Regions from separate parts of the Mus musculus genome. Here region 1 is linked to region 2. A link is a contact called in public promoter capture Hi-C data. All regions are on one chromosome and are shown on one strand. Each heading gives the region's core, a stretch centred on a gene start, on an enhancer-like site or on the middle of the called end of the contact. The rest is flanking DNA. Distances are from core to core; before and after follow the strand shown.

Region 1 (4,647 bases), core at 1,192-3,691, 310 kb after region 2:
TTTTTGCAGATGATATGATAGTATATATAAGTGACCCTAAAAATTCCACCAGAGAACTCCTAAACCTGATAAACAGCTTCGGTGAAGTAGCTGGATATAAAATTAACTCAAACAAGTCAATGGCCTTTCTCTACACAAAGAATAAACAGGCTGAGAAAGAAATTAGGGAAACAACACCCTTCTCAATAGTCACAAATAATATAAAATATCTCGGAGTGACTCTAACTAAGGAAGTGAAAGATCTGTATCATAAAAACTTCAAGTCTCTGAAGAAAGAAATTAAAGAAGATCTCAGAAGATGGAAAGATCTCCCATGCTCATGGATTGGCAGGATCACCATTGTAAAAATGGCTATCTTGCCAAAAGCAATCTACAGATTCAATGCAATCCCCATCAAAATTCCAACTCAATTCTTCAACGAATTAGAAGGAGCAATTTGCAAATTCATCTGGAATATCAAAAAACCTAGGATAGCAAAAACTCTTCTCAAGGATAAAAGAACCTCTGGTGGAATCACCATGCCTGACCTAAAGCTTTACTACAGAGCAATTGTGGTAAAAACTGCATGGTACTGGTATAGAGACAGACAAGTAGACCAATGGAATAGAATTGAAGACCCAGAAATGAACCCACATACCTATGGTCACTTGATCTTCGACAAGGGAGCTAAAACCATCCAGTGGAAGAAAGACAGCATTTTCAACAATTGGTGCTGGCACAACTGGTTGTTATCATGTAGAAGAATGCGAATAGATCCATACTTATCTCCTTGTACTAAGGTCAAATCTAAATGGATCAAAGAACTTCACATAAAACCAGAGAGACTGAAACTTATAGAGGAGAAAGTGGGGAAAAGCCTTGAAGATATGGGCACAGGGGAAAAACAGAACAGCAATGGCTTGTGCTGTAAGATTGAGAATTGACAAATGGGACCTAATGAAACTCCAAAGTTTCTGCAAGGCAAAAGACACCGTCAATAAGACAAAGAGACCACCAACAGATTGGGAAAGGATCTTTACCTATCCTAAATCAGATAGGGGACTAATATCCAACATATATAAAGAACTTAAGAAGGTGGACTTCAGAAAATCAAATAACCCCATTAAAAAATGGGGCTCAGAGCTGAACAAAGAATTCTCACCTGAGGAATACCGAATGGCAGAGAAGCACCTGAAAAAATGTTCAACATCCTTAATCATCAGGGAAATGCAAATCAAAACAACCCTGAGATTCCACCTCACACCAGTCAGAATGGCTAAGATCAAAAATTCAGATGACAGCAGATGCTGTCGTGGATGTGGAGAAAGAGGAACACTCCTCCATTGTTGGTGGGATTGCAGGCTTGTACAACCACTCTGGAGATCAGTCTGGTGGTTCCTCAGAAAATTGGACATAGTACTACCGGAGGATCCAGCAATACCTCTCCTGGGCATATATCCAGAAGATGCCCCAACTGGTAAGAAGGACACATGCTCCACCATGTTCATAGCAGCCTTATTTATAATAGCCAGAAGCTGGAAAGAACCCAGATGCCCCTCAACAGAGGAATGGATACAGAAAATGTGGTACATCTACACAATGGAGCTAAAGGGATCTGCAACCCTATAGGTGGATCAACATTATGAACTAACCAATATCCCGGAGCTCTTGACTCTAGCTGCATATGTATCAAAAGATGGCCTAGTCGGCCATCACTGCAAAGAGAGGCCCATATAAAGGCAAACTTTATATGCCCCAGTACAGGGGAACGCCAGGGCCAAAAAGTGGGAGAGGGTGGGTAAGGGAGTGGGGGGGGGGAGGGTATGGGGGACTTTTGGGATAGCACTGGAAATGTAAATGAGGAAAATACCTAATAAAAATATTAAAAATTAAAAGATTGCCCAGCCAACTATAAAAGGGGCTGCTTGGGACCTCCTCTCTCTCTTAAGCTCTCACCTTTCTTACTCCTCTCTAGCCCTCCTTCTCTCCCTTCCCCCTCTCTCCACTTGGCTATGGCCGGCCCCTCTCTTTCTTTTATCTTCTCTTTTTCTCTTTATCTTCCTACAATAAAGCTCTAAATTCATAGACTGTCTCTGTTCATCATATAAGCCTAGAGAAAAATGAAGTTAGGTAAACAATGAATAACTTTTTCTGAGACATGTATTACTGGTGGGTCTACATATACTTATACCATGGGTCTATGATTCATTTCTCAGTCTGAGTCTTATGCTTAAAATCGGAGTATGAATGCCTGGCCCGCTGAGATGTTTAATTCAAACAAACCCAAACCACTCAAAGGTCATAAACCAAGCTTCTTCAAAGATTTTTGGCTTTTTGGCACCAGTGGCCTGCAGGGTGGCGAGCTCTGCCAGTTTGAAGTGACCAAGTTAAGTGGCCTGGGAAAGGCCATTTGGTGCGCGGTCCAGCAGTTTTGGGCGCTCTCGGCTTCCGCCCTCAGCTGCGGTCACGTGCGGCTGCTCACGTGCCAGACGCTGCTGTCACTTCGTAGCTGTTCCGGCTTCCTCTGAGTGAGGCTCGCAACGTCTCCCACGGAGTCGCCTTCGTTCTGCTCTGGGTCTCCCGTGGCCACTGAGACCTCGGAGCTCGACCGGCGCCTGCCCGCCCGTGCGGCCCTCACTCCCCGAGGCTATCCAGGTGAGGCCGCCTGGGGTCCCTCCCCGGCTCCGGAGAGCCGACTGGTTTCCCTGCCGGCCGCGCCAGGGTCTGCGGAGCCGCAGGGCCTTCCTCCCCTCGGAGGGAAGCAGAGAGCGCGGGGGTGGGCAGGCCTGGGCCGGGCCGGGCCGGGCCGGGAGAGCCGCGGGGGTCGGGCCGCCCGGGAAGGCTGCGCTGTGCCTTTGGTGCCAGCCTTGCCCGGATGGAGCCGGTTTTACCTGGGACCCGCAGTCTGCGCCGACCTTGCTTGTTCAGGCAGCGAGTTCCCACAAAGAGAAATCTAAGTTCCACACTGACTAAGCACTTCGGCAACGCGGAATAGAATTTGGGTATGATTTTATTTTTAAACCTCCTTTTGCTCGTAGGTAAGAACGTACGTTTTGGGAATGGTTTTTGCATCGTAGTAGAATGAGATGTAACTTATCTATTACGTTGAGGACTGGGAATTTTTTTTTTTTTTTTTAGTAGCACATTATTGTATATTTTTCTTGTCAGAATAGACTCCTATTGTTGGTTGGACATACGTTGTTTCAGAAATTTCTTTCAATATTGATTTTGGAAATGTTTGTCAATTTCTGTTTGAAAAGAAGGTCCTGGTATACCACACCTCTTAGTGTATTTTATTTTGAATCAGTAATTTTAAAGAAAGGAATTAATATAGTGTCTTTGCAAATCGAAGCATAATAGATGCCCATAAATACCATAATTGACCCTTTTTTAATTTTATTTTTTGTAGAAGAGATTAGAACGTGATTGAATAGATTTAAAGTAGTGGACTTCTGGGTTATTTTTAATGTATTCTAAGCACTGGGTATGATTGCACTAAGGTGGTCAAAGAGATTGGCTTAATATTCAGTTTAGTTCTGATTTTGCTGTCAGTCTCTTAAGTGGTCATTTTAAACGTCTCAGTGTTTATTGAGGCTAAGAATTAAAAACTCTTCCCTGGAAAAAGAACAAGTCAATAGAAAGCCTTTTATGGGGTGGTAGACAGAATTTGAAATACGGTAATGCTTTTCAGACCTAGGATATTTAATATTCAAGCTAAGTGAAATCAATATGGTTATATTAATACTTGTAGTTCAAAAAATTAAATGGCTGCTATCCTGTTTTTATCTTGAAGGTCTGTGGGAAACATTCAAAGTCATAAAGTTTAGATGACCAAGATGGACATTCGAGGTGCTGTGGATGCTGCTGTCCCAACTAACATCATTGCGGCCAAGGCTGCTGAAGTTCGTGCCAACAAAGTGAACTGGCAGTCTTATCTTCAGTGCGTACTGGTTTGTTGTGAGTCATGGATGTCATGTGCTTTTCCATCAGGCTTTTTCATGGTCATGCTTCTATGAGAGAAATACTGGAAAAATGCTAATAAATTAATTTTAACATTTCCTTCTCTCCATAGCTAGCTGTCTTAGGGAGTGTGACAGATATGGTAGGAACCACTTGGGAAAATAGAACAGTTCATAGCAGTTATTTTATTTTATACTGTGTGTATGACTGTTTTTGCCTGCATGTATGTATGTGTGGCACCTGAATGCGAGTGCCCTCAGAGCTGAGAAGAGGGTCTCAGATACCCTGGAACTGGAGTAACAGATGATTGTATACACCATGTGTGTTCTGCATGCCATGCCTTTGCAAATCAGAGAATAACCTATGGGAGGACTGGTTCTCTGGCACTGGGGATGAAAGTGAGGTTGTCAGGCTTGAGTGGCAGGTGCATTCACCCTCCCCCCACCCCCCCACCATTTCGTCAGCCCGCATTTATTCTTAGTAATATTTCATCATTTTATTTCATATGACTTTATTTTGGCATATTTATAACTGGGTTACTGAGGGTCAGATTTGAATATGCACATTGAAAAATCAGTTAAGAAATCTGTTGCTTATTTTTTGTCTTGCCTATACAAAGGTTATATAGAATAGCATTTCAAAAGGAACTCATAGTATCAAAACAGACCTTTATTGTTAGCTATGATGATAGGAAGATAGGCTTATGAG
Region 2 (5,163 bases), core at 2,388-4,887:
TCTTTGACTCTACCTGTAGTGGAAAAAGCCTTGAGACCACAGCCATGCCCTTCCCAGTGAAAAGAGCCTTTTTTTAAAAGATTTATTTATTATTATAAATAAGTACACTGTAGCTGACGCACCAGAAGTGGGTGTCAGATCTCATTACAGGTGGTTGTGAGCTACCATGTGGTTGCTGGGATTTGAACTCAGGACCTTTGGAAGAACAGTCAGTGCTCTTACCTGCTGAGCCACCTCTCCAGCCCAGAAAGAGCCTTGAGAACACAGCCATGCCCTTCCCAGTGGGAGGAGCCTTGAGAACACAGCCACACCCATTCCAAATGGTCCTTTGGGGTTTTCTAGTTTTGTTTTCACCCAGAAGGAGCAAATATTTGTGGGTGTCCTCTTATGTGAACAAAAAGACAGCTAAGTCCTCACACCCCTGACAAGTGGTCATCTCCCAACTGGAGCTCATTACAAGATCTCCTCAGGGAAAAGTCAGTGATGGGCAGGTGCTCTACACAGCACCCAGAAGCCTGTGGTGGGACCAAGGACATTTAAAGATCAGACGATGAAATTAGGTCTAGGCCTCGAATATTGGCAGTCATTAAAAAAAGTTTTTTTGGTTTTCTTTAAAAAGAGAAAGAAAAGAAAAGAAAAGAAAAGAAAAGAAAAGAAAAGAAAAGGAGGGGAGGGGAGGGGAGGGGAGGGGAGGGGAGGGGAGGGGAGGGGAGGGGAGGAGAGGAGAGGAGAGGAGAGGAGAAGAGAAGAGAAGAGAAGAGAAGAGAAGAGAAGAGAAGAGAAGAGAAGAGAAGAGAAGGAAAAAGAGAAAGAAAAGGAAAGGAAAGGAAAGGAAAGGAAAGGAAAGGAAAGGAAAGGAAAGGAAAGAAAAGAAAAGAAAAGAAAAGAAAAGAAAAGAAAAGAAAAGAAAAGAAAAGAAAAAAAACTTTTTGAGACAGTTGCACTATGCAGCTCTGGCTTTCCCAGATCTCACTATGTAGACCAGGTTGTCTCAAACTCACAGAGATGGACCTCCCTCTGCCTCCCGAGTGCTAGTGCTGGATTAAACATGTACAGCCACTCCCAGCTTTCTCTGAAATGTATGTGCAAGCATGTGAGTGTGCGTGTGTAATCAGTGCCTATGAGGCCACAAGTGGGTGGCACATCGTCTTGAGAGGGAGTGACAGGGGGTTCTGAGCCACCTGATATGCTGGGCATTGAACTGAGGACCTCTGGAAGAGCAGTAAGTGCTCTTAATCACAGAGCCATCTCTCCAGCTTATTTTTGGTTTTTGCCTGTAGGAGTTGAGTACTTTAAAATATTGAGGCTTTGATGCTTAGTTTTGTAGAGTGGGTTGATCTGTGAGTTCACTCACAAAATTATCTTGGGAAGGCCAAGAAGAGTGGACCTTGCATTGGACCTTGCATTGGCTCTGCGTAAGAGCTATAAGATCAGCCGGGCATGGTGGCGCACGCCTTTAATCCCAGCACTCGGGAGGCAGAGGCAGGCAGATTTCTGAGTTCGAGGCCAGCCTGGTCTACAAAGTGAGTTCCAGGACAACCAGGGCTACACAGAGAAACCCTGTCTCGAAAAACCAAAAAAAAAAAAAAAAAAAAAAAGAGCTGTAAGACCTGCTCTTGATAGTGAGATCTCTTGGTGAGTGTCCATGATGTCCAGTGACACAGAGCTGAGACCCAGAGCTACTCAGCAAGTTACCACACACAGGACACATTCCTTACGGTTCAGTGAGAACGGCTGAATAACCTTTGTCTTTCTTCACTTTCCCCGCCTCTAACAAGCTAGTGTGGTTATTACACACTGTACTGAGGAGCCAGAAACAGCCCTGTTGGTTTTCTTTTGTGTTATAATAGGATTTGGGACACTGCGTTCTAATTATGATCTTGATACTACTATATGTTTCTCACCCTGAGAGAGCCAGGCAGGAGGTGGGAAAGAGTTCCTCCCCTGAACGGGAAGTAGAACAAAGAGCAGAACACGCTCTCCCCATCCTACACAAGGCAGCAGACGGCAGCAGCAGGCAGCAGCAGGCCACGCTACTGTTGAGAGCTGTCGCCAGACTGTAACCTTTACATACTGTTTTGGATGCCTTCTTGAATCCGATGTTTTTAACCCAAACACTGCGGTTCTCCTCACCTTCCATCCACATTTGATAAAGTTTGATATTTCTCTCACTTTTTTTCTTCTAGTTTTTGAAAGTAGAACATTTGTTTTGCAACAGATCAATGAAGTCCTCAGAACGAGCCTGGGCTACACAGCTGCTGTGGGAGCTGTTCCTTCTAGGAATCCACATCTGGATCTATAACAGTTTCCTTTTTGTTGTTGTTATTTTGTTTTGTTTTGTTTTTTCGAGACAGGGTTTCTCTGTATAGCCCTGGCTGTCCTGGAACTCACTCTGTAGACCAGGCTGGCCTCGAACTCAGAAATCCGCCTGCCTCTGCCTCACAAGTGCTGGGATTAAAGGCGTGCGCCACCACTGCCCGGCCTATAACAGTTTCTAAGTGCCTCTTTAGCCCAGCCCTGACAGCGCATCCTAGTTCTGCTTCCTCTGGTGCTCGTGCACACGGTCGCCATGCTTCCCACAAGTCCACTCCTGAAGATAGTAAGCCTTAAAACCACAAGATGTATCAACAGGCTGATCAGCTGGGTGGTAGAAATAAGGACATCTGTGCTTGACCCAAGTTCAGAAAACAGCCATTAAAACCTGGAGCGGCTGAGTATCTGCCATCTCATTTCTGCAAGCTTACAAGAGGGTGAGGAGCCAGGACATCTGTGCTTGGCCCGAGGCACAGGAGCAAGACTGGAGGTGCTTGCCACTGCTGCTGTCATGTTGTGGCTATTGCTGGGCGCTCCCTGTAGCTGTAGGCCTCAAGTCTCAATTTATAGATCTGTTTATTCTAAAGGAAAGAAGCAGGAAGTTCATTTTTATCAGTGACCTTGACTGGATGTCTTTGATGATGTTTAATAGGCTAAAGGTTCCGCAGTTTATTTATATCATTAAAAAATGATGCCATCTTTCTTGTATTTTTCACATCTCTTTAATGAGTGTGTTTCCTGAAGTCAGTCACACACACAGTTTAAAGCAAGTATTCTTCAGTACGACTTACTAATTCTTATTGTGGCTTCATCCTGACCGATGATATAAAGTGAGCGATATTATTTCCAAATATTTACCTGAACTTGTAATCTATTGTTTCTGGGCTTTTGTTTGTTTTGTGTTGTTTGTTTTAATTTTTTTTTTATTTTAATGGTGATATTTTAAAACCTTTTTCTCCATAATATTGTATAGAGCAGAATTTACATATTATATGTCACATTTTTAATCTTCTAATCTCCTTCTTTAAAAAGCAAAATGATTTGTCAATTTAAGAAGGTTATTTACAAAAAAAAAAAAAAATTACAGGCTGGGTGTGGTAGTATGCAACTTTGATCCCAGCAGTTAGGAGGCAGAGGCAGGCAGATTCCTGAGTTCAAGGCCAGCGTGGTCAACAGAGTGAGTTCCAAGACAGTCCTGTTACAATAAGAAATCTTGTCTCAAAAAACAAAAACAAAAACAAAAATTACAGCAGTGGAAACAGCCTAAGAAATTTTAGGAAACAGTGTCACCTAGTGGTCACACACGGCACTGCAGAAATGTTAACTTGATTTCGTGTCCCATTTCACTTACAAAGACCACGCTGACCCTGAAATTAGAGAACCAGTTGCCTGTGCTTCCCAAATGTTGTGATTAAAGGAGAGAGACACCATGCCAAGATTCCTGCCCTACTTTTGAAACAGCCTCTCAGGGCTGTTTTTACTCTCAGGTAAAATTTCTGAATTCTATTTTGCCTCTTAGTGGCTGGCATAAATCAAATTATAAAGACTCTTTTGGTCTGGAGAGTTCACTGAACTATCCAGAAATGAAAACAGCCAAGTGGGTGCTGCAGCTCACCTCCAGCTCTATTAGTTCCCAGGGAGACTCCAGTAGCCAGAGCATTATCTCCGCTGCAATTCGGCTACCTAAAGGAGGAAGGCTTTCTTCCCAGAATATCTCCCTTTAACTCTTTTTTAATGTGTTATTATGTGTGGCCATGATGTTGGAGAATTGCCTTGGTACACACGTGGAGGCCATGTGGAGTTGGCCTCTGCTTCCACCTTCGCCATGGGTTCCAGGAAGTGAACTCAGATCAATAGGCTTGCCTGGAAAAGAGCTTTAGGCACTGAGCCATGCCATCGACCCTGTATAGTTCAAGGATGAATGTCAACCAGGCTTAGTGACGCATGTTTGCAATCCTAGCCCTCTAGAAACAGAATCAAGTTCAAGTCTAACTTAGAGTATGTAGTATTTTTCTAAAAAAAAAAAAAAAAAATCCTGTGCTTAATGGCGATCCCTTTCACTAGCACATCGGTCCATATATCCCTTCTTCCGTGCTGGCCATCAACCATAAGAAGTACTGTTATCCACACAATTTTGCTGGCAAGATAACTGAAGCTCACAAGAATTCCTGGCTAACTTGGTTTATGCACCAAGGACCAAGCCCTTCAAAACTCCTTCCTTAATCCACTTTGCTCCCATGTTCAACACTGGCTTGTGACTGTACACTCTCAGCAACTTCACTCTGTGTATAATATACCAAAAAGTAAGAGCTTGTCAGCTGTGTATCCTTAACACAGTTAGGATACCATAATATCCCCCTAGGAAACTTGAGATCAACATCTGAAACAAAGTTTTGGGGGGATTGAAGAAATTCGGTGTGAAAGCAGCTGCTACAACTTGAGATTTGGCTGTCTTTCCTTCGGTTTTTTTTTGTTTTTTTGTTTTTTTGTTTTTTGTTTTTTTTGTTTGTTTGTTTGTTTTTTTTGTTTTTGTGGTCACCATCTATTACAGAACTTGGGTTTGTTCCACCAGACCTAGGTTCTAATCAATCCCTTTGAAACTTACTTCAGATTCTGTCCATTGTATTTCAGTGGTTTGGTTATCCTAGTGTCTGAACCTCTGAGGCAACTGCCTTTCTAATTTCAATGTGTCTAGCATTGTGCCTGTGTGTGTGCCCTTGAGAACTGTCGATTGTAGAAACTCATGAATACTTAATATTATTAATCAAACCTGGAATTTCCCAATGCTTGCATTTGGCCACCAGGGGGCAGTCTTGCCAATTTGAAATGCCGATTTCGTTTTTGGGAGAC

The links. Promoter capture Hi-C pulls out the DNA fragments that hold promoters and counts their contacts.
Region 1: a contact with region 2 is called in a promoter capture Hi-C map of liver, with 2.2 times the contacts expected there. The contact joins the promoter of Atp6v1h here to the enhancer-like site in region 2. A contact is called at or near these places in 21 of 39 promoter capture datasets (the 3T3-L1 cell line, 3T3-L1-derived adipocytes, the C10 cell line and 13 more), 4 of 15 datasets of contacts at CTCF or cohesin (the NIH/3T3 cell line, embryonic stem cells, pro-B cells and 1 more), 10 of 484 Hi-C or Micro-C datasets (the 3T3-L1 cell line, 3T3-L1-derived adipocytes, the C10 cell line and 6 more), 1 of 115 datasets of contacts at active chromatin or transcription factors (forebrain) and 3 of 9 other capture datasets (embryonic stem cells, liver and pancreatic islet).

The regions. Positions count from the first base shown.
Region 1 is chr1:5,080,645-5,085,291 of GRCm38.p6, forward strand. Atp6v1h (ATPase, H+ transporting, lysosomal V1 subunit H) reads left to right here and starts at 2,442. Exons shown (of 14, transcript NM_133826.5): 1 at 2,442-2,634; 2 at 3,773-3,919. The coding sequence starts at 3,807.
Region 2 is chr1:4,764,949-4,770,111 of GRCm38.p6, forward strand. No RefSeq gene overlaps it. Among named protein-coding and RNA genes, the nearest start is that of Mrpl15, 18 kb to the right of the region's middle. Within about 2 kb of position 3,638, at least 10 of the 459 cell types and tissues checked have an H3K27ac peak or open chromatin away from gene starts, as enhancers often do. A contact at or near this core is called in liver, where this site is marked.